6 separate regions of the Mus musculus genome follow, and all the other regions are linked to region 1. Evidence: chromatin contacts called from public Hi-C, HiChIP or PLAC-seq and promoter capture Hi-C data. All regions are on one chromosome and are shown on one strand. The core of a region is the stretch at or near the end of the contact, and the rest is flanking DNA. Distances in the headings are between cores, read along the strand shown. Region 1 holds the start of Usb1 (U6 snRNA biogenesis 1). Region 2 holds the start of Amfr (autocrine motility factor receptor). Region 3 holds the start of Bbs2 (Bardet-Biedl syndrome 2 (human)). Region 4 holds the start of Mt2 (metallothionein 2). Region 5 has its middle 7.7 kb from the start of Gm39228. Region 6 holds the start of Nup93 (nucleoporin 93).

Region 1 (3,794 bases), core at 682-3,181:
ACTCTAGCTTAACAGGATTAATGGCCTTTCTGGGACCCAAACTCCTGGCCAAAGAGGGTTAAATAACAGGTTTATAGACCCACTGATCAGGTGAACTTCTTCACTCTAGTTATCTCCCAGAGGAACATAAACAGAAGTCCCTTACCCTCTGAGTCTTTGACTGTCAAGGTGTAAGAAATTGTTCTGTTTGCCTGAATTGTACAGATAAAGCATGCCCCAGGGTGTGTCTCCTCCAAGTCCCAAATATTCACAGTAATCACTGCAAGATAAAGCCCACCTAACCACCGCCCCCACCCCATGCCAGCAAATCTCTAATTCACCACTTTGAGATAGTATTAAAGCAATCCCACAGAGAATTATTTTTGGAATCAAAGGCAGCCTCCTTTCTAGGTTCTCAGCTGCTTATAGATTTAAAAGTTTGCAAGTTTTCTTTAAGGGAAGGAAAGTAGAGAATGTTCCCATAAGCCAGCTGGCTTCTAACTGTTCTCTTAAAGAAACCTAAGAATCAAGCTAAAAGTTGTCACCCTCAGCATCTTCTGGGAAGGGAGGGAATAAAGAGGCTGCTGATTTGGGGTAGTACCTAGGAGTACGACCAACCAACCACAGCTGGCCATTTTAGCGTTCCTAAGGTAGAGAGGAGCGGTGGACTGCACGGAACACTGTCTGATCTAGCTGTACTAATCCAACTGTGTGTTATTTTTCCTGGTATGAATGGCTGCCAGCCCCATCAGCCGCCCCCACTCCCCACCTCCTAGAGCAACCCCACTGCCTACCCTGACCCTTCTCCAGTAAGGAGAAGCCAGGAACACTCTTAGCTCACTGCACAAGAGCTGGAGAGAGAAGTGGAGAGGAAAGGCAAAGAGAAGCCCCCACCCGCGCCCCACCCTAGCCCTTTTTCCTCTCAGAGTCACCGAATGAAAGCTGATCTCCTCCCATCAGGCCCAGCTGGGCTGCCTGCTGTCAGCTCCTGCTCCGGATGGCCCAGCCACTGCGTCCCGAAAAGGGGGTGGTTCCGGCCGAGGAAGGCCCCAGAGCCTCAAACGGTGCCCGGGAAGCAACTGTACTTCCAGGCCCAGCCTGGATCGCCTCGGAGCTCAGGAGGCTCTCCCTGGGTGCAGGGGCTACTGGAGTGGCCCCCAGATGCAGTCCCGGGTGCCCTGCCACTCACCTGCTCCAGGGGTCAGGCGCGGGACAAGCGAAGACCAGCTGCTTTCTCTGCCGCCTCTTTATTCCGGCTCCATCCGCCGCGGCGCGGCCTACGCGTCCTGCCAATCCCCGGGCCTCGCGTAGCAGAGGCAGGCAGCGCGGAGTCGGGAGACAGGTTTGCAGCAGCCGGAACCGACGAATCGACCCGCGCACTCGGGTTAGCGGGACCGGGGCAGCGGACGGACGGGCGAGCGGACAGACCGACGGGTCTTGCAGAGACCGGCGGACAGAGGGTCGGCGCGAGGCCGGGTAGGCGGGGCCGGGGGAGGAGCGGCAGCCGGGGCGGCGGCTGCCGAGAAGCCCGCGGCGCGGAGCGAGGCCGCCCCCTGTCGGGGACCCGCGGCCCCGCTGGCCCGAGCCTGTGGGTACGGAGGGGCGGGGCTGGAGCCTCGGGATCCGCTCGCCGGAGCCTACGGTCGCGGAGGAGCCGGGATCCTCATCCCCGGCTCGCCGCAGCCCCACCTGACTCTCCGGTCTTCTGCAGCTGACCTGCGGCTCAGCTCGCTCTCAAGAGGGATCCTGAGACTCCAACTTTTTGCAAGTCTGGCAAACAGACCCGCAGACCTGTGGAACCCACACTGGGGCGACGGAGTGATCCGGAAGGCCGCCTCCTACAGCCTTTACCGCACAGGCGGTGGCCGCCGTCCGTCCTAAGCTCCACTGGGCTTCGCCCCCCGGGTCGCCAGGCCCCGCCCCGAGGTGGAGCTACTCTAGGTCCCGCCCCCCACAGAGCACTTCCGGCTCAGAGGAACTCCGGGCGTCGGATCAGGTTGTCGGTGGACACGGCTTGTGGTCGAGGCCCCATGAGCTCGGCGCCCCTGGTGGGCTACAGCAGCAGCGGTTCAGAGGATGAAGCGGAGGCTGTCGCCGCGGGGCGGAGCAAACCGGGTACTGGCTTCCACCGTTGGTGAGGATCGAGGAATTTTTCTCTCTCGAGCGTAGATTCTTTTGAAACCCTAGTGGGACCCGAGCCTCCCGGGGAACCAAGAGGGTGGGTCAGTTCCCCGGTAAGAGAAAAAGGGATGTCGAGGGAAAGGATTCAGGACACACCCTGGACAAAGCCCTGGAATGGCACTACCACACACACACCCTGGCTAAGGCAAAGTTGGGAGTGAGGACACGGGTTCAAGTCCAGCCCTCTCCGTTGGTGCGTTTTTTTTTTTTTTTTTTCTCTTTTGGAAAGCAACTATGTTTCTTCCCAGATGTTTCCTCGTTTGAACACTATGCAATAATAACCCAAGCTTTTCGTTCGTCTAGTAAATGGTTAATGAATAGCCACCGTGAGCCACACGGTAGACTGGAGACACCAGCCTGTTGAAAAACCCATGAAAATCTCATGCGCCAAGAGGCTTAAATCTTCGAGGTTCTTAAATACTGGTCTTTGCTGACTGTAGTGTGTCGGTTCATTGCACAAGAGCTCTAGCAAGTAAAAATATGCTCTACACGTGAGGAAATTAATGTAAGCCAAGATCACAGAGCTACTTGAGTTCAGGCCTGTCCAACTATCTAATAGGGACCTCCAAGCCACACTGCTACCTGCTGAAATGTTTCCATGGGGACCAAGAGCCAGCTGAGGTCTGCCTTCCCAGCTAGGAAACTTAAGCAGTTCTAGAAAGCTATGGTTCTTTAGTAGAAGCTCAACCCCTTCCTGGAAATGAACACTCAGCCATTGTGGCTGAGGGAGGAGGATCAAGTTCGAGGCCAACATGGCAAGACTGGTGTGGGTAAGAATCACTGTGCATAACAGCTTAGAACTACCGTTGTTCAAAGGGGTATCAATGAGGATAAATGTGTGTTCTTCTTTTGCAGTGGCCAGAACCCCGTTCCCAGTGAGAAGCTTCCAGTGCCTGACAGTGTGCTAAGTATGTTCCCCAGCACAGAGGAAGGGCCTGAGGACGACAGTGCAAAGCATGGCGGTCGAATCCGAACCTTTCCCCATGAGCGGGGCAACTGGGCCACCCACATCTACATACCGTGTGAGTCACTGACTAAAGTGCCTCTAGCTCTGGCTAGGAGGAAGACACCAGGGCTGCTGTGTGCTGGACTCAGCTCCCACCGCAGACCTGAGGAGACAATGGACTGCCTAACTGCTGAAGTAGACCTTCCTGCACTGGGTGTTCTGTCAGCTACTGGGTGTCTCATTTCTGCACCTCTAAAGTGGGGGTGATGCTATCTATCTCTTTGGAAGATTAAATCAGATAATCTATGCCAATTAGCACAATACACAAAATGGTGGCTCTGATTTTGTGTAGACTCACCCATTACCAGTATCCACCATCCAGAGTGCTATATTACAACAGATGAACCCACTTTTTTGCTATTGTTGTTTTGTGGGTTTTTTAATTTTGTGGGTTTTTTCATTTTTCATTTCATTTCATTTTTTGTTTGTTTGTTTGTTTGTTTGAGGCAGGGTTTCTCCATGTAGTCCTGTCTGTCTGTCCCAGAACTCAGACATCTGCCTACCTCTGCCTCCCAGATGCTAGACTTAAAAGTGTATGCCACTACCACCTGACCTGAGCCCACATTATAATCACCAAACTTCACAAACATTTAATATTATGGCTAATCTTTTTTTCTTAGGTATTATT
Region 2 (3,794 bases), core at 626-3,125, 1.3 Mb before region 1:
CTGGGCAGACACCATGAGTGCCAAAACTCCAGAGGACATGCAAGAAAACCGAATAAAGCTCAACTGAGAAATAAGGATTCAAAGGAGGGGAAGGAATGATCAATCTATATGAGGTAAGACTGTGCAAAGAAAAAGAACATTCTTTAAAATGACAATTCTCAGAAACGCCAAAGGGAAGGCCTTAGATTAATGTTTTATGAAATGTTATTAACCTTGGAATTTGAACGTGGGTTTTGCAAGAAGAAACTTACGAAAAAAAAACATTAAACAATACTATTGGCTGTTCTAGTAATAGAATAATGGTTCCAGCTTAAAACAAGGTATCAACGACTACATACACTATAGTCTTCACCCTTGTCAAAAGCACTCCCAACATAATAATTCTAAGTTGTTTACCCTAAAGACGAACAGTTCATCTTTTCTTAGGAGTAGAGAAAGGGGAACTTTGCCCTTCACTGCCTTCTATGAAACTATGCACCAAAGGACCAGGAGGCGTCATCTGCAGCCCACGAAGTTCACAAATCCCGCTGCTTCCTGATGAAGCACAGTGGGAATAATTACAACAAATGAGTTGCATTATAGTTCTACAAACTTATAACATTAACCCCTCAGTCATTTACAGCCTTCTCTAGGCGCCGTGTGGGGAGATACGATCCCCACCAAGCCACAGGAAATCCAAGTGACAATTTTTTAAATCCGGGAGCAACTTTTCCTATTTCTGAGGGTTCATAGAAGAGGCACTCAAGTGCAAGGTGAGAGCAAAATTTTCTCAGATCTGCCCAGCCTAAAATGATGTAACAAACGAAGCCAGTACTTGTGGCATGTGGACATTGCTTATCTCGCACCGGCAGACAAACTAGAACCCTTGTTTCAAAATGGATCGCTAAACGGAGGAATCGCGTTCAAAGGAGGGGCTGCCACACCGACCCGAAAGTGTTTTGCTGCTTTCTGTCAAAAAGGGAACAGTCACAAACCATCGCGGGGGGTGGTTGGGGGTGAGATAAAAGGACGTAGCTGGTCTGTTTGCTTCGTTAAATAGCGCCCATCGGGACTAACGCATTGACAAATAGCACCATTTCGAAGTTGTCTGGCGAAGAGTAAAATGTCCCCCTAACTTCGGCCTTCTCTTCGTCGGCGAGCCGCCCCCAACAACGCCGAGCTAAACCGGACGTGTCGCGGCTTCTCACAGCCTCGGGTCGCCGCACCCCGCCGCCCTGGAGCCCGCGGGTCCGACCGCCCTTGCCTCGACTGTTCTCCCCGGCATCCCGACACCTTCTCTCCGCGGCCCGCCACGCTCGCAGCGCCGCTGGGCCTCGAGCCCCACGCGAGGGCCGCGGTCCCCGGGCCGAGGAGGCCGGGGTCAGGGCCCGGCCACGCCCCCCTGCGGATAATGGGTGACATGGCGGCTCCCGCCCGGCCGCCCGCCCCCGCGCCCGGCCCGCAGCCTCGCTCACCCACACGAACAGGCTGTCCGACAGCAGGTACTGGGCCACGTCGCGGGCCCGGGGGCCGCCGGCGGTCAGGCGCGCCTCGGGCTGCAGTGGGGCCGTTAGCGGCTCCGGCTCACCCGAGCCGTCCTCCGGCTGACTGAGGGCGCGGTAGGCGCTGACGATGGTGCCCAGCAAGGCCAGGCCGCTGAGGCCCGTGTAGGTGCGGAGGCTGGGCCACGGGAAGCGCTCGAGGAAGAGCAGCGGCATGGCGGCAGCGACGGGCTCCGGCCCCCGAGGCTTCCCGCGCTGCGGCCAGGCGCCTGCGGCGGCCTTGCGAAAGGCGCCCACGGGCTCTGGCGTCGCTGCCGCTGCCGCTGCCGCCGCCGCTGCGCCGGGCCGAGCCGGGCCGCTCCTAGCTGCTCGCGCCGCTCCGCCCCGCGCCGCTCCCGCTGCTGCCCCTGCCGGCGCGGAAGAGCCTCGGCGGACTCGGGGCGGGCCGCCGCCCCTAGCGGGACGCGGGCGGGACGGGCGCGGGGGCGCGGCCTTCGTCCCCCGCCCACAGCCGGCGCTCTGCAACCCCGAGAGCACAGGACCCGGCCTGGGGCCCCGCGTCCCGGCCCCCTGCAGCATCCTTGGCGACCCTGGGCCCACTGAAGCCACGAGCGCACCCGAGCCGGGCTCTGGGGTGAGCCTGGCCCGTAGGCAATGACGGCAGGCCTGTGTGCGTGGTCAGGCGGCAGGGTGAGGGTGCGGGACCCCTGCCCCTGGCCACTTGTCGCTTGTTCCTCCCCGCCAAAGCTGGTAAACCCGCCATCCCACCACCCTGTAGACTAGAGGCTTCCTTGGTGTCCTAAAGAAGCGACATGATGCTTAGGAAATAAGAGAAGCCTTGAGATAGAATATTTTTAAAACGGAGGAACCAATTTAACCAGAAATAAAAATCTGTTCCCTCTTAGCTACAAGTAAGAATGTCAAATGCTGCTTAGTTTCTTGGAAAATACCTGTTCCTAAAAGGTAAACCAAAGGGTGACCTTCGTCCTGGCAGTTACACTGCTTGTTAAGTAAACATCCAAGAGAAATGAAAACAGACACCCACACAAAGTCCCTACATTGAGGCTGACAGTAGCACTACTCCTAAAAACCAGAGAGGCAAACCTCGAATTATAGCGTTTGAAAATAAAGTACAGATAATGCTACAATATCAGAGAATGTTGACGATGTCTGAATCAAGCCACACACAGATATCTAAATTCTGTGTGACCACGCTGATAAGACAAATGCATGCAATGTAGAGTAGAAGGGGAGTTTGAAAGAACTGGAGGTGACAGCTAAAGAAGTGACAGGTTGGGGTACTAGTTTCCTGAAGTGAGAATTTCTAAAGTTGCTGTTATACAACTATGAATACACTCAAAGTCACTGAATTGTACACTATAAACAGCAGGTTATATCTATGTGAATTACATAAGATAACATAGGGTACAGTTTTTAATTATTATATCCCCGAGCCATGTGTTAGTGCCTATCCCAGAATGTAGCTCTGTAAACAGCTTTGAATTTTCCAAATTTTCTAATGTGGAGAAATTGTCTTTGTAGTATTTTTTCATGCCAAATATTTCTATAGATCTTTTAAATCTGAAAATTAACCACTGTTATAATTCTTAAAAACATCTCATCATGAGTCTTTGTACAATATAGTTCCCTTTGGTTCGTTCCCAGTCATTTGCAACATGGCTTGTGAGATGAACCATTTGCTACAAACTGGAGTTTGATTCTCATAACTCCCCCAAGTTGTCCTCGGACTTCCATATCTGTGTCTCCCCCACACATAACTAAATGTAAAAATAAAATACCAAGCCGGAACACTATTGTCCAAATAATGGAAATCTTTATTCTGAAAAAAACTTGGGTGGTAATTTTCCAGAGAGATTTTTACAAGGTCAGATCTGAGTCACGATGATTTTTAAACCATTCATTTGTGATGCACACTCAATGTAAGCTACAACCCAGCAGTATTAGATACCAAACTTGTCCTTTCATATTGATGATAACAAAGCTGCCTTCTTTCATCTCAGAAGCGTGGGCTCTCTGAAAATCCAGCATCTGTAACAGATGAAATTAACCCAGCTCAGCTACACTTTAAGATAAGGCCAAAGATTTTGGATGGCTTCTGTTTTGAAAGAGAACAGTCATTGTTCTATTCCTTTACCCTCAAGAAAGTGCTCTGCATGTCATCCTTCCTTCGAGGACCTGTTTGAGATGCTTGTTCTCAGTCTAACCCAGTCTGGCCTCCAGCTCTCGGCAATTCCCCTACTGAAACTCCTGTTAGGGTTAGAGAATGGAGGGCATGAACCACCACACCCAAGC
Region 3 (3,794 bases), core at 839-3,338, 1.2 Mb before region 1:
CCCAACAACTTTGGCATTGGGGAGGAAATCCAGCCCAAAAGAGATCTAACATGCTTAGTCAAATGGCCCAGCTACATCAGGTTGCAGCAGCAAAGAGCCATCCTCTTTGAGTGGCTCAAAGTACCTCCTGCCATTAACCAGTTCACCCAGGCTCTGAACAGGCAGACAGCTACTCAGCTGCTTAAGCTTGCACACAAGCACAGGCCAGAGACAAAGCAAGAGAAGAAGCAAAGGCTACTGGCCCGTGCTGAGAAGAAAGAAAATACCATTACATAGTATTGCATAATTTAAATATATGTATCAGTGTGTGTCTATACCATATACAGTTCATATCCTATTACATATTCTGACATGATATATCATATACATATACACTCTGCTTACTCTCTCAAATGTAAGCTCTAGAGGTGAAATTTCATTTATCGCAGTATCTGCAGAGTTAGGAAAAGTGTCCAGCACATGATTGTACCTCAAATTAGGGGTTAAGGTAACACCAGTGGGATATCGTTGCCTCTTATATTGCAGTACTCCATTCTACGAACATGTATATGCACATATGCATATGTGGATGCGAACTTCTTTTGGATGTTTGTCAGTGCCTGGGATAAGGGCAGCTCAGGAGGCTGAACCCAGGCTGTTGAGTATGTTAGGCAATCGTTCTACCACTGAGTTACATCATCAGCCTTTTTAATATTACTATTTGAATATTCGTGTGTGTGTGTGTGTGTGTGTGTGTGTGTGTGGGTATGTGTGTGTGTCCAGGCTCTATAGCACATGTGAAGGTCAGATGACAACAACTTACAAGAGTCAGATCTCTCTCCATGTTGTGTGTCCCTAGGACAGAACTCAGGTCATCAAACTTAGCAGTGCATGCCTTTATCCAAGTGACAATTGGACAAAGAACTCCCTTCTTCTAAAATTTTAATTTTGAGACAGGGTCTTCCTATGTTGCCCAGGCTAGCTTTGAACTTATGATCCCAATCTCTTGAACAGATAAAATAACAAATGTGTAGCACTACCTCAGGACTGGTAGCGCCTCTTAACTAGTAGCATCACATACCAAGACGAATGTTCAGCATTTTACTTCACCATACCAGTTTATGAAATCATAACCCATTTAAACGAATCCTTATGTTCCTGCTACGGAACCCTAGAAGTAGCATATAAGGTAACATACAACACACATGGCAGTGTCTTGAAAACTCCTTACACAAATGCAATTGTGTACCTGGCATACCTGCTGAGTCTAACAACAAGAATTCAATCTCACTTTCACAATTTCTTTTGTTTGCAAACTGGGTCTAAATCTGAATTTTTTTTTTATCTGTGACCCTGACACCCCTTTCTCAGTATGTGGCTCATAATAACCATTTAATGAACACTTAGGTTATGGGGATAAGATCTGAATGTACGTGATCAAGGACCAAAACTACAATCTGAATTTAACATTGGGTTGTTGTCCCCACCCCACCCGCTTCCTCCACTGTAAAGAGGCAAATATGGAAGAGAATCCTGGAGGCAAGCAGAGGCCCTGGGCATGAATCTGGAGTCAGCAATCGCTGCTACTCCTGGACAAGCGCTCCTTTTTCTTGAGACTTCTTTTCCCTAGGTTCCTGATCTGTCCTCAATACTGTTCAACACTGAGAACCTGGTGATAAAAAACGTCACTGCTACAAAGCTGTTCTTTGAAATCCCACTTTGATGGGACTGGAGCCAAGGACAGCGGCGACCGGTTGCCAGGCAATGCGGGCAGGGGGCGGGGCAGCGTGAGGGGCGGGATCTGGAGGAGGCAGGAGTCCGGGTGGGAGCGGTTACCTTGCCCGCTTGGGTGGCGGCAGCCAAGCACGGGTGAGTCCCGTCGTAGCGCCCTATGGCCACCATGCGGGGGCTGATTTTGTGGCGCAGTTTCAGAGTGAACACAGGCAGCAGCATGATGGCGCCAGCTAGGGGCGGAAGACAGATGCCCGACGCAGGCGCAAGGCAAGCAGCTTGGCCGGCCGGTTGCCTAGCAGCGGATGAGGAGTAGGAGGTAAATACACGCAGGACTGCGGAACGCCACAGGCCCGGCGCCGGAAGCGCAGACTAGAGCGCGATCGGTGTCGCCAACTCTCTCTACGCCTGCGCGGACCCTCCCAGCGGCAGAGCTACGCAAGTCCCAACTAGCTCCTGCGACTGCGCAGTGGCGTCGTGCCTGGTTGGCCTGCGTTCTTTGTCTGTCCTCGGACTGCGGCTGTAAATTAGTGTTAGATGAAGCCTTACCTTGGCGTCTGGGATGGCGGTGTCTAAGCCAGTACCTCCCCAGGATTCTCTGTAGCGTGTCAGCCAAGCTGCACCCCGTACACGCCACACACTATGTCACCCTTTCATTCGTTCAAGAACTAAGGCTTTACGGGGCGGATAGTTAAGTGGGTGAAGACACTTGATACCAACCCTGATGACCCGAGTTGGAAGCAGAAAACCAGCTCCAAGGACATGCACACGCACGATTAAAAAAACAAAACAAAACTAACGTTAAAGTGCTTAGTGTATCCCTTGCTTTAGCTGTTATGCCCAGGCAAACGTCAATAGTAACCCGAAAATAATAATCCCCTCAAGATAAAAGTAAAGAGTATAGTTTATTTAAATAGTTTAGGTGGTAAATATAAAGCAGTAGAGAACGATGCAAAGTTGAGGGACATGGGAAGGGAAAGAGTACTTCTCTCCCAAGTCCAGTTAAGGCGCTCCACCAGCTGAGTCAAGATTTTCAGGACAATTAGCATTTGTACAAAGTTGCTCAGCTAGAGACAACATGCCCTTTATATGAAAAGACTTTCAACTAAGAATGTTGAAAAAGCACTGAATCCTGCTTAAGTACTAAACGGACATGGCCTTTCTCCTTTGCCAGCTGTAAATCTGTAATTTGCTAGGGACCTCACAAGAAACCCTACTTAAATAAATGATGTGACTTAACTCTTTACATCCTTGTGACAAGTCGGTTCATCTTAGCAAATTGCAAACTCTACTCAAAGCACCGGTGAAGTCACCTTATAAACGTATTCATCAAAAAGAAGGGAAAGAAAGAAGAGTAAATGTGCGGGGGGGGGGGGGGGGGGGGGGGGGGGGGGGGGAGTAGAAGAAAGGAACTAGCAGGTGAGAAGGATCAGCCAGCCATAGTATGCATGAAAATGTCATAAAAGACCTGCTACTTTGTAAGCTAATTTTCAAAGTAAAACAAAAGAGAGAAAGAAGATGGGAGTGGGGTGGAATTCCTAACAGCCCATTGAGATATAACTAGAGCTACTAAGCAGTCTATGTAGCTGATAAGATACTAAGTGAGTCGTTCCCTCTTGAAACCCACATCCAAGCTTTTGGCTATGTATTATTCTATCCCTTAGCACCTATCCTCTCTTTTAAACTCCTTCCCAGCCCCTCCCCGTTATGCTTATATTATAGTATAGCATATTACATTACATTAATTATGTATGGTATATGGTGTGTGTGTGTGTGTGTGTGTGTGTGTGTGTGTAAAACAATACCATGTGTTCTAGGGACCAAACTCATGTCATCAGCCATGTTGTTTTTAACCTGCTGAGCCATCTTGGTGACCAAAATCTCAGGAAACTTCAACTGCTTCAAACTGTCTGGTCCTGGAATTCTTTGCTGCAGTGAAACCAAGAATCCTGTTGTCACTTGGATGGAGGTCTCAGAAAGGAGTGCCCAGTGCTTGGGCTGCTGCAGGTGGCAGAGTGGAGCTGTATCTCTGGCACACACCTCACTGCTGGTGGCAACAGGTAACCTTATTTGGAGAGCAGTCT
Region 4 (3,794 bases), core at 470-2,969, 1.2 Mb before region 1:
CTAACAATAAGTATATACCCAGGTCAGCCTGACTTTCACAATCCTGGCTGGGCCTCTGAGTGCTAAGATTACAAGCCTGGGTCACATCATTCAAACTTGACTTCCTTTTTCATTGTTGCTTGTATTTTTTGTTTGTTTGAGACAGGGTCTCACCTTATAGCCAAAGCTGGACTGGAACTCACTATGTAGACTAGGCTGACCTTGAACTCACAGAAATTTACGTGCCTCTGCCTCTTGAGTGCTCTGATTAAAGGAACTGGCGGATACATCCAGTCTACGACGTACTTCCATTTTCAAAATCTAAGTCCTAGCGGGAAGTGAGAACTGGGCAGGAATAACCGTACCGTGGGTTAGTTACCTCCATGAATTTACGGGACTTGGCCAGCGGTGACTGCCAACAACATCCTGGCTTGAGGCTGGAGTTACAGCAAAGACTGCTCTGGGGTCAGTCTGGAAAGGGAGCACGGGAGCCCAGAAATCAATCCGGTTCAAGTTCATAGCCAGGGCAGCCACAGAAAGTGCCAGGAAGGGAAAGGACACGGTGTTTAATCACACAATCCATGGACAGCCGTGGGCATCCAGTAATGCCTGGAATGAGTCAAGAAGGCATTGCCCCAGTTTTCACTAAGAGCTGCGAGGACAGCCTGTCCTGTTACAACCCACCCACAGCCTCCGTTGAAAGTATCCGAGTCGGCCTGCCGGGAAGCTTCCGGCACCAGTTTCCTGGCTCTGCAGATGACACAGACATTCCAGCTATGACTTCCAGTCTGATTTCAGCAGACTTAAGCAAGTGGGGAAACACCATGTACCTCCAGGGGAAGAAATTTTGGCTGCCATCTCCACCCTTCCCCTCAGCATCCACCCGTGGGTGGAGGTGGGTCGGGTTACGTGGGGCTTTCCATCCGTGTGTTTCAGAACACCACCATCTGGCCCTTCCTACTTGGCAAACACCCTGGCAAAGGGCCCTGGTCCATATCCTCCCAGAATGGACTGCTTTCGTTCTCTTGAATTCCACCTCCAGCAAAGACCCCCACCATTTTTTCCTGTCACTCGCTGCCCTCCCCCCGCCCCCCAAGAGTAAGTCTTAGCACAAGGCTTGTGTCTATGGTCTCTAGTCTCTTGACAACTGGCTGGTGCCTTAGTGGATTCGAACCCTACACTCATCTTGGGCAAGTGACTATGTGACTGCGTCTCCGTTTCCACTTTTCTACGGTGAGAATAATGAACACTCCAACCAGCGTTTGTAAGGAAAAACGACAGCTCTTACGGTGCCCGCAGCACGTGACACGCAGGGGGGCAGGAGTACATCACCAACAGCAGTTAAGCCAGGGGTAGGGCTGGTTTTTGTAACCGGTTCACACTGCCAGCTAAGTTTTCCTGTACGCAGGGTCTCCAAGCCCCGCTTTCACCCAGGTTAGCACACAAGACATGCGCGGAAACTGTGTCCCCGTGGCGTGATCTGGGCGGCCAGAGGTCTCGTCGCTCAGCATCGCCTCTGCACCCGGCCCCTCGGGCCCCGGGGCACCGCAAAGGGCGCGCGCGGGAGCAAGCAGGTGTCCTGGAACCGGTTCCCACCGGATCGCAGACCCTTTGCGCTCAGCTCCTTTGCTCTCAGTCCCTGAGCCCAGAGAAAGGGGGTGTGACTCAGCGCGGGGGGTGGGGGGAGGGCGTGTGCAGGCTCTGTCCCACGAGCAAAAAGAGGGCCGCTTGCAGAATTCGGGTCGTGCGCAGGCCCAGGGGCGTGTGCTGGCCATATCCCTTGAGCCAGAAAAAGGGCGTGTGCAGGCGGCGGGGGCGCGTGCATGGTGCCTTCCACCCGGGCGGAGCTTTTGCGCTCGACCCAATACTCTCCGCTATAAAGGTCGCGCTCCGCGTGCTTCTCTCCATCACGCTCCTAGAACTCTTCAAACCGATCTCTCGTCGATCTTCAACCGCCGCCTCCACTCGCCATGGACCCCAACTGCTCCTGTGCCTCCGGTAAGGGGGACTGCTGACGGGATTTCTGGGAGAGCTAGACAGGCTTTTTGGCCCCTCCTTTAGTAATTACTTTAAGGGTACGACCGGCTACCCCTTCCGAATGAATTCTGAAGCACTCCTGCTCCTTTAAACTAGTCCTTGAGATAGTGGCTCGCCTACCCGGGTGATTTGCCTCACCTTCCTAGGAGAACAGCGTTCAGGTACTCCCGGGTCCCACTCAACCGCGCTCACTGACTGCCTTCTACTTTTAGATGGATCCTGCTCCTGCGCTGGCGCCTGCAAATGCAAACAATGCAAATGTACTTCCTGCAAGAAAAGTAAGTTGGATCTTCTCTGCCATTTCCCCGTCACTCTCCTGGGGTCCCTAGCCCGCCGCGCCGCGCCTTCCCTCCCGGGAGCGTTCAGGTGGTGTGCCTCTGACAAGGTTTCTCGCTCACGTTCAACTCTTCTCTCCCCACAGGCTGCTGCTCCTGCTGCCCCGTGGGCTGTGCGAAGTGCTCCCAGGGCTGCATCTGCAAAGAGGCTTCCGACAAGTGCAGCTGCTGTGCCTGAAGGGGGGCGGAGGGGTCCCCACATCTGTGTAAATAGACCATGTAGAAGCCTAGCCTTTTTTGTACAACCCTGACTCGTTCTCCACAACTTTTTCTATAAAGCATGTAACTGACAATAAAAGCCGTTGACTTGATTAATTCAGCTTGTCTCTGTGCATTGGTTAAGGGCTGGCAGAGGCGTTGAGATGGGACTGCAGCAGCTGAATTTGAGCTAGTCGGATTATATTTCTCTGGACTTTGACCGCCTAGAAAGTGGTCATGCAGAAGCATGCATTGGTCACAGAAATGGGCCATTCCTACTGGGCGTGTGTGTGTGTGTGTGTGTGTGTGTGTGTGTGTGTGTGTGTGTGTGTGTATTGGGGATTAAACCGAAAGCTTCCTGCTTACTAAACCCAGGTGCTCTAATGCGCCACATCCCTACCCCTAATTATTTTCGGTTTTTAGGCTTAAAGTATGAAATACCTGTAAATAAAAATGGGAGTGAGTCAGATATGACGTCTCCCACGAGTAATAACCCCAACACTTGAGAGCCTGAGGCAGAAGGACCACTAACTCTGAAGCCAGCTTGGTCTCAAATTTTGGTGACCTTTGGTTTTGAGGCCAGATCTTAACTGTGTAACCTAAGCTGTCCTTGAGCTTCTGCCTTAGACTTATAAATTCTGGGCTTACAGACTAAAATCCATTTTTAAAAATTCAGTAACATGGGCTGGCAAGGTGGCTCGGGTTAAGAGCGCTGGCTGCTCTTCCAGAAGTCATGAGGTCAATTCCCAGAAACCACATGGTGGTTCACAACCTTCCATAATGAGATCTGACGCCCTCTTCTGGTGTGTCTGAAGTCAGCTACAGTGTACTTAAAATAATAAATCTTAGCCGGGCGTGGTGGCGCACACCTTTAATCCCAGCACTCCGAAGGCAGAGGCAGGTGGATTTCTGAGTTCGAGGCCAGTCTGGCCTACAAAGTGAGTTCCAGGACAGCTAGGGCTGCACAGAGAAACCCTGTCTCGAAAAACAAAAACAACAAAAATAAATCTTTGGGCTGGAGCAAGGGAGGGAGGGGGTGAGTGAGTGAGTGGGGCAACCAGAGAGCGCAGAGGTCCTAAATTCAATTCCCAGCAACCATATGAAGGCTCACAACCATCTGTACAGCTACGGTGTACTCATACATAAACTATTTTTTAAAAATCAGTAACAAGAACAAAGCCATGAAGAGTACTGTAAACACTATAAGTATCCAAGGGTATGCCTTGCAGCGTGGAGACTAAATGG
Region 5 (3,794 bases), core at 844-3,343, 1.1 Mb before region 1:
ACCATGTATGCGGCTGCCTGTACTGATGACAGAGAGAACATGGTAATGCCTGTATGGTAGAGTTACCCAGGTACCTGATATGGCGTGCTATGAATTGTGCTTGGTCCCGTTGTCATGGAAACCAACTCAGGCAGATATACCCTCCTATTGGTTCTGCATGCTTGACCAGTGTGGCTGGCATGCTGTTCCCAACCACCGTTTCCCTGCAAAAGAATCTGGGGTAAAGCCTTGTGGACCATGGCCAAGGGCGTGTTGTTTTCTGTCTTGGTCTAGAAGCAAGCGGCGGTGCCAGGGTTTCAAACGTACCCAGCCATTGCTCCTTGGTAACTCTGTTTTGGAGAAGTACAGCTGCCAAGCCTCTAAGGGGATAGGAACACAATGTCTTCCCAGGGCCTGACAACCAGTCATTTAACGTGCAGCCTTTTCTTTTTCAAGTCCTGTGTGAAAGGTCATCCTCAATTACCCTCTACCCTGTGCAGAACAGGGTGATTGTAGACCTCTGTGAGATAAGATTACGGTAAATTGAATGCTTTTGGCGTGGGTATTTTTAGAACGGCTTGCTTAGTTTCAGAAGGTTCGGTACACCATTGTGAAAAAACCTGGCAAGTTGTTGAGAACATGGGCTGTGGAGCCAGGCTGCCTAGCTAGCTAGACCCACTCCCCCACTTAGGATGTCAAGTAGCCTGTCTTGGGGACATGTCTTAGGATGACATGTGGCCAAGTCCCATGTCTCATCATGGGGAGCACACGGGGCTGCCATGAACCTGAATGTGTCTAGAACAGTCCCTGGCACATATCAGGGACTCAGGACTCTCTCCCTCTCATCCAGCCATGGTGTGTGGCAGTCAGCAGGCAATCTATAAGTGTGCTCTAAGTTAAATGAGCATGTATCGGATACTGTCTGCCAGTCACATACTAATCAGGTCCAACCCCACTCAGCTTCCAAGAGGAGAGGAAATATAAATATAACAGACCCCCTGATAGAAGTCTTCAAGGCTCTGTTTCCTCCAGAACAACCCAGTCCTAAAAGATGAGGACAAGGGGCTGTGAGGTCAAAGAGATGCAGACACATCTAGAATTAACGAGTGACAATTACTGGGGGAATTTACGGACAGAAGTGTGGACCCAGGCACCAGAATGTCCAATTTGGCATCCCACATTTTGACTCAGTTGGGAGTTTAAAGGCTTGAACAAAAGTGACTTGACACTACTGGAAGGTAGCTGGCTTATCTTAAGATGATCATGAAGAGCCGGGTGCATCCTGCCAGTCTGACTGCAAAGTCTCATAAATGACTCCACCTTATCAACTCATGGTTTGCTAAGAAATTGTGCAGTGACCACTAACTAGGGTTACTCCAGGATAGTCACAGGGATAATCAAGATGGCTACAGTCCTGGCAAGCTGCACCTACATCGTGTTATTTGGGGATCAGTTACCACGTCAGAGCGTTGCTTCTGAGCTGGACCACTACAGTTTGAACATCTCCATCTTTAAATGGCTCCATTCCTGTCCCCCCCCCCCCCCGACTTTAGGGTAGTTGGTATGGAATAAGCTAAGACAGATGTGTGGGCCTCTTGGGAGAAGCCACGAGGTCAGAAGACATCTCTACTTGTTGGAAGACCCTACAATTAAGGTCGGCAGTCCACCATGTCCAGATAGGTTCTGAGCTTGGCACAAAGTGGAGGACTACCTTTCTCTGTGGGGCTTTCCCTTCTTTGCCTGACCTTATCTGGAGAGCAAGACCCTGCACATATCCTCTACCCCTGGAAAGTCATGTAGTCCGTGGCCAAGGTTCAACTTCCATCTCTCCCATTAAGAACCTGCCTCCAAAGCACCTGGAATTCCTCTCCATGTAAATGAAGCATTCCGATTCCCACCCCCTACCCCCCACCCCCGCCACAGCCAATAATTTACTCTCACCCTGAAAACCACTCCTCACAGTTCATATGACCTTTGTTCACCTCTAATTTAAAGGAGCAAGCAGTTTCGCTGCAGGTCATCTGCTAAGAAAGCTGAGTCACTGAACACCATGTAAAAGAGCTCTAACTCTGAAATCCTCGGAGAAGCCCCGCCCCCAACTCACAGCTGGACCGAGATCCTGCTGACGCAACCCTTCCGGGTTCCGTCCGCTTCATGCCCCCATCCTGACCCCCGGAGTGTGCAGTGGTGCTTAGACACCCCGAGGGAGGAAGCGGAACTCAGAACCGCACCAATCACGCTGTTTATTACACTTAGGGGGAGTGTGTGCGCACATTCATGTGCATGTGGCATGACAAGTGTATGCACGGCAGAGATCATTTTTAGGAGGTAGTTCTCGCCCACCATGTCCTAGGGATCAAATTCAGATCGCCCAGTTTGGCTAAAAGGTACCTTCACCCACTGAGCCATCTTTAAGGCCCTCACTCACTCCTTCACGTGACCACGTCTTGCCCACAGCAGGGAAACTGTCGGTGGATGAGCGGAGGAAGCAGGAAGTTAAGTCTGAGGGCTTGGCATGATACCCTATCCAACCCTATATAATCCATAGTAGTTCAAAAGAGAGAAACCAGTTAGATTCTCTCTTCTGAAGAGTGTAAATTCAAAATGCACGTGGAGCATCTAACAAAAGGGCCCCCAGGGCGTGTGTGTAACTAGAGTGACATGTGTGACTGTAAAGAACCTATTCTAAATGGCAGCCACAAGAACTGGTGGGCCAAGCCTGGGACTTGCGTTTCCATGGGAAATGCTGTATATCTCATTTTTCAAGGGATGCGGGGTGGCTGGACATCTTCTGAGAGGGCACCCACCGTACTGTGTGAATTCTGAAAGCAAGCCCTATACCATCTGGGATTCTCTGGGCACAAGCTGCAGGGGTGAGGTCTAGGTAAATTAGGCAAGGCAAATTCATTAAAAAAGGACTTCGGGATCCATGAGGTTGACAGGAATAGCGGAAAACTAGACTTAGAAAATGATAAACCGGGCTGGAGAGTTGGCTCAGCGGTTAATAGAGCACTGACTGCTCTCCCAGAGGTCCTGAGTTCAAATCCCAGCAACCACATGGTGGCTCACAACCACCTGTAATGAGATCTGATGCCCTCTTCAGGTGTGTCTGAAAAAAGTTACAGTGTACTTACATAAATAAAGAAAAAAGAAAAAAAAAAGATGTTAGGCCTTGGTCAGAAGGGTAAAGAAGAAGCCTGGGTTCGCCATTTTTGTCACCTAGTGGTGGCTTCTCTTTTTATTGTCTGCCTCTCAGGGCTCTATCTGACTTCTAGACCCTCACCAGCATTTAAGAGGCTTAGGCAGGAGGATTGCAACACGTTCAATCTAGCCTAGACTACATGGTGAGTTCCAGGCTAGCCTAGCCTAGGCTACAGAATGAGACACTCAAGGGGGGAAAAAAAAGGGCCAGGCACAGTAGCACATGCCTTTGATCCCAGCACTCAGTAGACAGAGGCAGACAGATCTCTGAGTTCTAGGCTAGCCTGCACTACATAGAGATAGTAAGGACCAGGCCAGCTGAGACTACACAATGAGACCTTGTCTAAGAGAGAGAGCAGGAGTTCCAGAGAGTGAGAGTATAGCAGTTGCGTGTGGCCAGGTGACAGGCTGTGTCTCATGCACAGCCTGGCTGGGGTACAGAGTTGACACAGCTGACATCACCCCTTTGGTCTTGCCATCGGCCACTGCTACAGGGAACAAGGTAACCTCTCCATGACCGGCCCACTCCCTCAGTCGGAGGAAGTCCAGCTGTCTTGAATGGGGAGAAGGTGGACCTGGCCACCAGCAGGTTCTCTAATGGGACCTGGGGCCTT
Region 6 (3,794 bases), core at 398-2,897, 1.1 Mb before region 1:
GTGTTGGCAAGAAGTCTCAGTTGGTAAAGTACCTACTGAGCAAGCAAAAGCCCAGTGTGGAGGGTGGCTCCTGTAACCCTAGTGCTCAGGGGAGGAGGGCAGAGACAGGTAGATCCCTGGAGCTCACTGGATAGCTATTTATGCCCATTGGTAAGCGCTGGGTTCAGTGAGAGACCCTGTTTCAAAAAATAAGGCAGAGAGTGACTAGAGGAAGCCACCCAACAGCAACCTTTGACCTCCAAGCACATGTGCACATAGCTGCCCACATACTTCTGCACATACACAAATATATACCACAAACATACACATGCAGGCAGAAAGAAGTTCTGTGCAGCTATAATGCTAATCATTGTGGGCATCTTTGTATGTTAATTGTATTTATGTTTTATAAGCATATAAGGCAAAGCTGACTAGAACACTTTATCAAACAGGCATCTACCAAACTAGAATTATTAATGGTGACAACCTTGCCTAGGCCTGTGTTCACATGGTCCTCATTAGGTCAGGACGGTGACCTTCATTGAAAGATTAGACATGTTCGAGACTGTGCAATCCAAAAAGTGCCTCTTTAACGATTACAGGCTATTACGGGAGCTAAAGCAATGGCTCAGCATACTGCTCTTGCAAAGGACTTTGGGTTTGGTTCCTAGTACCCATGCCGCCTCACAACCACCTGTAATCTTACTCCGGAGATCTGATGACCTCTTTTGGCCTCCTTGAGCACCAGGACACACACACACACACACACACACACACACACACACACACACACACACTCACACACGAGTGCTTACAGTTAGCCCCACACTCTTTTACATTTGTCAAAACCTCCTCCTATCCAGGTCTCTCCTCTCAGCAGCTGCTGAGACCTGCAGCTTGCCTGTCCTGTTATTTTTCTCTCAAACTCCCAACAAAATTGTTTTCATTCAGCGCCTGTTTTCAAATTTCTTTTACCCACTAGACTAAGAACCTCCTGAAGGGTTCTTGTATATCCCAGTGACACACTTTGTTCCCAACGCGGCCACACTGAAGTAATCTCTTTTCTTTGGGTATCACCACTGCTTTTTTCTGTAATTGGCCAACGGGGCAGGTGGCCAGCCTAGCTTGCTTGTTCAGGCTGCCAAAAGACAGCCTTTTCCCTTGAGAAACTCCAAAACATGTTTTTATCTTTCACCTTTCAGTTGGAATGACACCTTTCCTGGCCATCCGACCATTTTTCTTCAATTAGTTTGCTTTTCCGTTCTTAGCTCTCCTAATTACTGCTGCATTTATTCACTATATTTTGTTTCCCTGGCCAAGCTGAGAACTGCTTGAGGTCAGGGATCTTGTCTGCTGTGGAAGTCACCGTGTTCCCTGCACCTAGAACAGGCCCAGGCACTTGACTGAAGCTCTACACCGAGTGGCCGAGCTCTCTGGGTCTGCCCAGCATTGGGAACTGCGGAAATGCTTCCTCTAGGACTGTCAACTCCAACCACGTGGGCGGGAGCAGGGCGGAGCTCCTTGACTTACTTGTAGCGACAGCCCCGCCTCCGGCCCCGCCCCGCCCCCACGCCTGTGTCCTCTTGCGGGTCTCCATAAAGTTCATTTGGCGGCGCAACGCGCAGGGGCTTCTGGGAGCTTACTGCCTCAGCCAATCAGGAGGCGCGGGCGAGCGGCGCGAGAAGCGGCGGCGGCGGCGTAGTGAAGAAGCCGGCAGCGGGCGGCGACGGAGGCAGGTAAGGTGTGTGAGGTGTGGGCGCCCACGCGGCCCCGAGCCGACCCTGGGCCCGAGTTCGGGGCCTGGCCTTGAAGCAGAACACCGAGCCTAGTTCGAAGAGGCTCGTGCTTCCTCTCTTGCTGTAGCTGGGCATGCCGGCCGGCGACTGCTCGCCGAGTGCTGTGACTAGGCTCTTCCGAGCGTGGTCCTCCCCACTGGTGCTCTGTCGCCACGCCCACCCACGGCTGCCAGGCGTCACCCGGCCTGACTGCCCTCTTTGGGGCGTGGGGGCCGTTCTTCTAGAGAATGGCTCTTCCGGGTGAAGGGGCGGCCAGCGAACCCCTGTCAACTTTAATCTCCTTTTACGGAGAATCCGACAGGATGCTAATGATTGCCGCTTCGGTTGTCTCACCTGTTTCTGGGTACCCTGTATCCTGTCTTCTGTAAGGGATGCCCAAGTATATTGGGTCCCTTCTGAAAGAAAATCACAGCATGGGCGGCATGGTGTCGCTTTCAAAGCGAGTTGAAGCCAGCCTGATCTACATTAGACCCTGCCCCACCCCTACCCCCCTAGATGACTTTCAGTACAAGCAAAGGTCAGCGCTTTAGTAATAATAACAGTAATACTAATCATAGAAATAACAACAACAATAGTAATATAAGCTCCCTGTAGTGAGCTGTAAGGCTTTTAAATAACGTGACCCATACTTTCAATGTCTGTTACACCCCACATTCTCTCCCCACCCCCAACACCACCGCAGGACATGCTTTGACTTAAGGGCTTTGTTCTTGTGGTTGGATGTCTGTTTTGTCTGCTCTCTTTCTTGGAGTCTTCACTAGGGCCATTAGAATCTAAGCCTTTCCTCACTCTTCTTGTCTTCACTGCTTTTTTTTTTTCCCCTAAGCATTTAGGTTTTATTTGTCCTATGTATTGTTTGTCCTTCCCCGACCCCTGTAGAACATGAGTGCCTACCTAGTACTTAAGTTTGGTACACAATAAAGTAGGTGCTCAATAAATATCAAATAAATGAATGTTACTGATATTATAGGCTTGTGGTGAATGAGACAGGCTTCTTTCTTGGGAAGACATCACACACATAAGCAATAAACATAAATATTAAAACCATGAGACTTGAACTGTTGGAGCTGTGGTGAACTTGGGTTCTTCTCCCTCCCTCCCTCCCTCCCTCCCTCCCTCCCTCCTCTCTTCCTCTCATTTGTGTGTTCTTGTGTGTCTTTTATGTATGTGGATATTTCTGTGGAGGCCAGAAGAGAGTGTCTGATTCCTTGGAGCTAGAGTTACAGACAGCTGTAAATCACTGATGTGGGTGCTGGGACCTGGGCTGGCGTCCTCTACAGAGCTGTAGATTTTCTTAACTGCTGAGCCATCTCTCTTACCCCTGAGCCTATAAGGTAGATGCATTTTGAGGTGTTTGTGTGTGTGTCAGAGTAAAGATCAGGAGGAGGTCCCAACTCTGTTATGGTCACTAGTCATTTTAATTAGCAAACATGTTTTTAGTTCTATTATGTGCCAGGCTTAGGTCAATGCTCAGGATTCAGAGTTAAATATCTGTGAACCTTCCTCTACGGGAAGAGATGTTTGAGAAGTGGTCACAATTGCTCCGCTAGGGAAGAATGCCTAGAAGGTTCAGAATAAGTAGGGAGGGCCTTCTCTGTCTGTGGTGGGGATGCTTGTGTGCTTGACAGGTACAGGAGCGGGAAGGGAAGAAACTGCCAGGCTTCCTGAGGAGCAGAGATGTGTCAGGGTACAACTGAAGAAGGAGGGAAGAGTTGAAGGTGGTGCATGGCGCTGTCTGTTTTACAGAGCACCTCATGCAACCATGTCACAAACTGAGGTTGAGGTGCCCCAACTGGTCTAAAGTGGGAGATATTTTGGAATGGCCACTTTGGCCACAGGGAGAGTGTGTTAGAAGAAATGGGAAGTTTTAGACTGTTGAGGTAATCGGGAGGAAGGCATGAAGGTCAGAGCAGAGGGGAACGGTGAGGGCATGACTTGTCATGAGCTTTGAGAAGTAAACTTGGTTATAGGCTAGTCTCAGGGGAGAGGGGAGCCAGATGGTTTCTGGCTAAATTGACT

What was found. Promoter capture Hi-C pulls out the DNA fragments that hold promoters and counts their contacts. A called contact is a pair of places that touch in the nucleus more often than the background predicts. HiChIP or PLAC-seq counts read pairs in DNA pulled down with a chosen protein or histone mark. Capture Hi-C pulls out chosen DNA fragments and counts their contacts.
Region 2: a contact with region 1 is called in an H3K27ac HiChIP or PLAC-seq map of thymic regulatory T cells, with 12 times the contacts expected there. The contact joins the promoter of Amfr here to the promoter of Usb1 in region 1. A contact is called at or near these places in 1 of 39 promoter capture datasets (pre-B cells), 1 of 484 Hi-C or Micro-C datasets (regulatory T cells), 2 of 115 datasets of contacts at active chromatin or transcription factors (microglia and thymic regulatory T cells) and 1 of 9 other capture datasets (adipose tissue).
Region 3: a Hi-C map of CD8 T cells shows a contact between it and region 1, with 7 times the contacts expected there. The contact joins the promoter of Bbs2 here to the promoter of Usb1 in region 1. A contact is called at or near these places in 2 of 39 promoter capture datasets (liver and pre-B cells), 3 of 484 Hi-C or Micro-C datasets (CD4 T cells, CD8 T cells and pre-B cells), 1 of 115 datasets of contacts at active chromatin or transcription factors (thymic regulatory T cells) and 2 of 9 other capture datasets (adipose tissue and liver).
Region 4: a contact with region 1 is called in a promoter capture Hi-C map of liver, with 2.0 times the contacts expected there. The contact joins the promoter of Mt2 here to the promoter of Usb1 in region 1.
Region 5: a contact with region 1 is called in a promoter capture Hi-C map of liver, with 2.8 times the contacts expected there. The contact joins the enhancer-like site here to the promoter of Usb1 in region 1. A contact is called at or near these places in 3 of 39 promoter capture datasets (liver and pre-B cells) and 1 of 115 datasets of contacts at active chromatin or transcription factors (large pre-B cells).
Region 6: a contact with region 1 is called in a promoter capture Hi-C map of adipose tissue, with 2.8 times the contacts expected there. The contact joins the promoter of Nup93 here to the promoter of Usb1 in region 1. A contact is called at or near these places in 2 of 39 promoter capture datasets (liver and pre-B cells), 1 of 484 Hi-C or Micro-C datasets (B cells), 1 of 115 datasets of contacts at active chromatin or transcription factors (memory CD8 T cells) and 2 of 9 other capture datasets (adipose tissue and liver).

What each region holds. Positions count from the first base shown.
Region 1 is chr8:95,330,353-95,334,146 of GRCm38.p6, forward strand. Usb1 (U6 snRNA biogenesis 1) reads left to right here and starts at 1,932. Exons shown (of 7, transcript NM_133954.2): 1 at 1,932-2,113; 2 at 3,016-3,182. The coding sequence starts at 2,010. It overlaps Zfp319 (zinc finger protein 319), which reads right to left and starts at 1,459. Exons shown (of 2, transcript NM_024467.4): 1 at 1,169-1,459.
Region 2 is chr8:94,010,765-94,014,558 of GRCm38.p6, forward strand. Amfr (autocrine motility factor receptor) reads right to left here and starts at 1,876. Exons shown (of 14, transcript NM_011787.2): 1 at 1,455-1,876. The coding sequence starts at 1,697.
Region 3 is chr8:94,096,421-94,100,214 of GRCm38.p6, forward strand. It overlaps Bbs2 (Bardet-Biedl syndrome 2 (human)), which reads right to left and starts at 2,089. Exons shown (of 17, transcript NM_026116.3): 1 at 1,816-2,089. The coding sequence starts at 1,932. It overlaps Gm39226 (a long non-coding RNA gene), which reads left to right and starts at 3,122. Exons shown (of 2, transcript XR_879106.1): 1 at 3,122-3,770.
Region 4 is chr8:94,170,899-94,174,692 of GRCm38.p6, forward strand. It overlaps Mt2 (metallothionein 2), which reads left to right and starts at 1,720. Exons shown (of 3, transcript NM_008630.2): 1 at 1,720-1,977; 2 at 2,229-2,294; 3 at 2,438-2,669. The coding sequence starts at 1,950. The coding sequence ends at 2,529. It overlaps Gm39227 (a long non-coding RNA gene), which reads right to left and starts at 757. Exons shown (of 3, transcript XR_879107.2): 1 at 359-757.
Region 5 is chr8:94,189,193-94,192,986 of GRCm38.p6, forward strand. No RefSeq gene overlaps it. Among named protein-coding and RNA genes, the nearest start is that of Gm39228, 7.7 kb to the left of the region's middle. Within about 2 kb of position 2,094, at least 150 of the 459 cell types and tissues checked have an H3K27ac peak or open chromatin away from gene starts, as enhancers often do. A contact at or near this core is called in liver and pre-B cells, where this site is marked.
Region 6 is chr8:94,212,917-94,216,710 of GRCm38.p6, forward strand. Nup93 (nucleoporin 93) reads left to right here and starts at 1,648. Exons shown (of 22, transcript NM_001357266.1): 1 at 1,648-1,715.